Linked DNA regions of Hordeum vulgare: region 1 is linked to region 2. A link is a contact called in public Hi-C data. All regions are on one chromosome and are shown on one strand. The core of a region is the stretch at or near the end of the contact, and the rest is flanking DNA. Distances in the headings are between cores, read along the strand shown. Region 1 holds the start of LOC123427149 (magnesium transporter MRS2-C). Region 2 holds the start of LOC123427148 (60S ribosomal protein L23A).

Region 1 (2,700 bases), core at 36-2,535, 190 kb before region 2:
GATGCCAAATCCTTATCCTTGAAACAGCTCAGAAAGTAGAGAGCTCAAATTGCTCATCACATGATTTGTCAGCTGATAACCAAATTTGTAACGTGTGGCTTCATTGTCATGAATAATTGGTGGTTATGGTCAATTCAATTTTCTGGAAACCAAACAGAGCAAAAGAAATTCAGACCAACAATGGTTGACCCAGAACAATGCTGCATTTGTAATAGAGTTGTCATTCAGAAAAGAGGCTGGGCATGACGAAAATTCAAATGGTGACATGCAACCTCATTTGACCATCGATACGTGGCAAACTGAACTTCCTATTATGGTGGATAATCTACTCCATAGCTTATTTTACCATCAGATACCTTCCTGTCAGTAATAGAATACGATCAAGAGGAAATCTACTCTATTCTTTTCATGGTACAGAGTGAAACTGTGGATGTTAAGTAGGAGTACATCATACGGTTCAACCAATCAAACATTGTATGCCACCACAAACTCCCGAAGAACCGGAACTATCAAGCTCATCATGCACCAAAACTGTAGGCTGGTTAATACGCTACTATTCCATTAGTTGAGACAGGAGCACAAGTACATTCTACACCATCGTAGTAAATTACTAGTAGAACGCAAAGGTCTGTAGAGCGCTGTGTGGAACCTGAGCGTCGAGGAAGGAACAGGCGGCTTCGAGCGCGACCTCCAGAGCGATGAACTCGAAGGGCAGGTCATCGGCACGGTCCACGAGACGGCGCTGCAGCTCGTCGACGTACCTCCGCACGGCCTCCTCCGCAGCGGCTCCGCCGTCGGCGTCGGGGTCGCGCAGGACGAGCGCCTCGTCAGCGGTGATGATGCACCGTATCCGCTCGAGGTTGCAGACGACGGCGCGCTCGCGGCCGAGGATGGCGGAGGGGTAGACGAAGAGCGGGTCGAGGAGGCGGAGGTCGCGCGCGGGCAGGTCGAGCCGCCGCATGAGCGCCGGCTTGGCGACCTCCACCGCCTCGGCCGCGCCCGTCGCCGCGTCCACCCGCACCCACGAGCGCCGCCCGCCGCCGCGCTTCTTCAGGCCATGGACGTCGATCGTCACACCGCCCCCTCCCCCGCCGCCGCCTGGCGCCGCGGGCTTGCCGCGGCGGTGGGGGCCGTTCGCGGCGGCGCGGGGAGGGAGGAGGAGGCGATCCTTGAGGTCCTGGTCCATGGTGGCCGGGATCTGTGGTGGGGGCGGCGTGTCAGTGGCGGGCTAGGTAGGTAGGCTGCGGGGAGGTGGAGTGCTTGTGTGGAGAGGAAGGGATCTCCAGCTCCACGGTGGGTGGGTGATCAAGACGAGGGAAGAACATCACATGATTCTCAATGGTGGGCTCGGGTGGGCATGCACGTGACGTGGCACCTTCCCTGTCGTAGGATTTAGCGGGTGTTTTTTTACCACGCTCTTGCGCCTTCCCTGTCGTTGGATCGAGGAGGTGTTTTTCTTTAACACGGTCTTAGGATTCTAGGGTTTCGTCCCCATGCGTGCAAAAAGTTTACAAAACATCATAAACATAATAAAACTTACTTCCTCCCTAAACTAATATAAAAACATTTAAAACACTACATCGATAATTTAAACACTTTTATATTAGTTTACACAGGGAGTACGTCCAAAGTCATGTAACATCATGGAATCATCATAACCGTCGATAGAATGAGCCGTCAATGTGTCGTTGATGTAACTCCCCTCCCGAAGTCAATTTGACCTTTATCGATGATACTCAAAAAGTCTCGTGCATATGATCCTATAGACCAGTTGATAGAGTTGATTATGATACATCTAACGTAGGGGACCAAACTAGTAGCCTTAACACGGTGGTAACACGGGACGGGTTTTTATCCAGGTTCGGGTTCTCCTTATAGATAAAACTATATGTCATGCTTATGTTTGCATTGACTATCAAATTTCATGTGCATTGCAACACGGACATGCACATTCTATAAGTTCAACCCAAATCATGCAACATGTTTTATGTATATCAGGTGGCGTTGTCAGCCTATTTTAGCCATTCACACCGCACACGGGCTTGGTTGTCTTGCTTCTCACTACATTGGTGTAAATTGCACAATCGCGCCCCCTCTATCTCATATATAATTCGGTGTGTCATTGGCCATACGCCCTATTTGCTTATTTATTTTTACCTTTGTGCAACCAATTTCTTGAACCACTATAATTCATTGTGCATATTATTGCATCATCAATTAATTAAGAAGAGGAATCTTACTCTAAATAGTATGTTATCATCAATCCATGTGCGACTGATAAGAAACCATTAGCAAATATGGTCGTGCGTTGCATTGGAAGAAAAAAAAACACATCACACCACCCAATTTAGTCTTTCAAAACTGCATGTTCATGTTCAAGGCTCATCGAGATTGACATCTTGTAGTTCAGTCTAGGTAAACTAATAAACATAGAACCCTGGTTTCACAGAGCGCAAGTGTTGCATAACCTCACAAAAAATCATAATTCATGTAGTCATTTTTCTTCTTCATGTAAATGTGATTTTTTCCTTCTGCGGTATAATGTTTCAAACCCAACCTCACGTGACACATCCATTAGGGCATATTCAAGGTTGACCCGCAAATTTCTTCGGTATATGTCTATTTTTGTGTCCGGACGTGGTCCGCGGACATGATACGGGATAGAGTCATCCAATGCTGATTACAACGTATCAGACTAGA
Region 2 (2,700 bases), core at 121-2,620:
TTTACTCGTTGCTAAGTAGCATCATATAGGTTGTCCACCTAGTGTCATGTTAGTGAACCTTTATGATTGCTACTCCTTATTTATTTAGAAAAGCTAAAAATTGGTAGTTGCCTATTCACCCCCTCTAGTCAACCATATCGATCCTTTCACGATGCTACAACGAAGCATTAGCGGCCTGTTGCAGCTCCGGTCATGCTTCATTGCAGCCTTGACACCGACGCAGATGTGCTCCAATGCAGCACCGACGGCTCATCGGAGCTCCGGCCATGATTCAGGAGGCACGTCGCAGCTCCGACCATGCTTCATTGCAGCCGCGACAACGGCACTCGGTGCTCCAACGCAGCGCCGGAGGCTTGTCGTAGCTCCACCAACGAAAGCAGACGACTCCACCAATGAAAGCAGACGATGCTTCATTGCAACATGAGGTGGCAGCGAAGGGCAACTGATGTAGCTGTTGGGCAGAGTGGGCATCATGTGACCATCGGTGCCAGTCCCTCACGACTCCTAGCAGTCGTCGTGGTGCGCTCGCCATGGGAGCATCGACTCTCTCCCTCTAGCCGTGAAGAACGAGGAAGAAGGGGAAAAGAGAGAAATAGATGGAGAAGGTAGATTGCATAGGAGATAAAGGCTCAGGAGGGTGCGGTGCGTGGGCCTCACCGTGACACATGGCGCAAAAAAGGAGGCGGTTTACGGGAGGGAGGAATCAACCGGATGAAACAAAACGTTTCCTTATTACAAAGTCATTACTCTCCCATCATTAGTTTACCCAAGTGCTTCACCCCCGCAACTTTCCAAGCACCGCATGGTTCATGATCATTTCAAAAATGATGGGTGGATGAGAATATTTTGCAGAAAGACCCTCACATTTCTTTCGTTTTAAAAATATCCATGAGACAAGCACAGTGATCGATGCCATGGCTTTGCGATGTGGCATACGAGCACCGACATCTCAATCCATCAATCCTTGACAAAGGGCATGAAGGCCCATGAATGTGTGTAGATCATAAAAAAGTTGCAGCGAATGCCTCACTATTCACATCTATATAAGAGTGGCATTAGCACGACCTAGCGCCTAGTACAACAAAACACGTAACACACACATGGAACAAAGAAAAACATAAGACCGCATCTGTACCTTAACCCTCCCTCTTCGTTCATAGCGAATCAAGTGCCCAAGAGCCGAAGTGAATTTTCGCTTTATAAACGCAAAACAATTGAAAACGACATACACATCATTATATATTAAAAAAAAACTGTGCGAGATAACTTATCGGCGTCAAGGCCTCGCAGCGTTCTGTCCAGCCCAATCAGGCCCAGCCGGGCTTGTACCCTAGGGAGTCGCTCGCCTCGACGATATAAAGGACTCGCAAGCGTTGCCGCTAGGGTTCCTCCTCAGCCGTCTCCGCTTCGCCTCGCGCCCGCACCCCAGGAAGGTAAGGTAAGCCGCCCGCCGCCACCTCCCCATCCGACCCCTCCTCCGCCGCCGTGCTCATGCTCCGCTCCTCTTCGCCACCCGTAGCCGGCGTCGAGGCCCCGCGGCTCCCTCGTTCTGTAGGAGACGCCGGATCCGCTCCATGCGCGCGAAATCCCGTGCATCTCCCGTAGTGTTCGCGCCGTTGTTCATGGTAGTAGCTGGTATTTTCCGCAGTGATTTGTTCCGTTGGCCGTCCTGTTCCTCGTTAGGGTGCCGATCCGTTGGAAGTCCAGATGTGTAGGAGATGTTTGTGCTTTGCGCGATATAATCATGGTTGGTAGATTCGGGCACGAATTAGATGCTTGTTTGGGCCTGCGGCTTCTCCCTGTTTCGAGTTCATGACGAATCTAGTTAGTGTTTAGTCTGTAGTTCTTGCAGGTGTATTCATCACCTGCCTCGCTGAAATACTGAGCTCGGGAAATGTTAGTTTTTGGTTTTAGATTTACCCTTGGCAGCTGCGCTTGAGGTGCTTTAGTTCTGAATTTAGAGTAGTTTCCTCTCTAAACACACATCGCTTGCTTTTCTAATCCTCACTGTCTATTCTCATATTGCTTCTCGTCTAATCTAACTGAAATTTCTGCTCCTCTCTGTTTGCAGTTCAAGAGGCTGTCCTGAGAAGCTCAAATGGCTCCCAAAGGTAAGCTCATAATGTTGCCCCCTTTTATTGAAAATGCTAGTGCCAACATGTCAGGTGCTTTAGATTTGTGTTAATGTGTAGTTTAGAATTTACTTTACATATTGCCCTATTGTTGTCTCTCTTGTGGATTGATCAACGTATTTGTATTTATGATGATAGAAAGCAGTTCACAATATTTGGTTCTCCCTGAAAAATGTTTGTTCTTTGACATATAAAGAGCTGACAAGTTCTGAAGCATAATTTCTTTTCAAATTGAAAGGGTGCTCTGATAGTATGCTCTGCAATTTTTAGTGACAAGCTGCACTTGTTCATTGACTTTGTACTTCTTGGATTCATGAGCTTACTCCACTGTATTCCTTGTGTTTGTCTTTCTGTAAAGGCCATTAGCTGATTATTGTTTCCATCTGTTACCAGCTGCTGTTGCCAAGAAGGGCGATGCCAAGGCCCAGGCTGCCAAGGTTGCCAAGGCTGTGAAGTCTGGGTCAATCAAGAAGACCGCAAAGAAGATCCGCACGTCTGTGACATTTCACCGCCCCAAGACCCTGTCCAAGGCCAGGGACCCCAAGTACCCCAGGATCAGTACCCCGGG

What was found. A called contact is a pair of places that touch in the nucleus more often than the background predicts.
Region 1: a contact with region 2 is called in a Hi-C map of leaf, with 4 times the contacts expected there. The contact joins the promoter of LOC123427149 here to the promoter of LOC123427148 in region 2. A contact is called at or near these places in 2 of 6 Hi-C or Micro-C datasets (both in leaf) and 1 of 1 datasets of contacts at active chromatin or transcription factors (embryo).

Annotation. Positions count from the first base shown.
Region 1 is chr2H:546,904,741-546,907,440 of MorexV3_pseudomolecules_assembly, reverse strand. LOC123427149 (magnesium transporter MRS2-C) reads right to left here and starts at 1,285. Exons shown (of 5, transcript XM_045111124.1): 1 at 650-1,285. The coding sequence starts at 1,186.
Region 2 is chr2H:546,713,451-546,716,150 of MorexV3_pseudomolecules_assembly, reverse strand. It overlaps LOC123427148 (60S ribosomal protein L23A), which reads left to right and starts at 1,370. Exons shown (of 4, transcript XM_045111122.1): 1 at 1,370-1,438; 2 at 2,072-2,111; 3 at 2,526-2,700. The coding sequence starts at 2,099.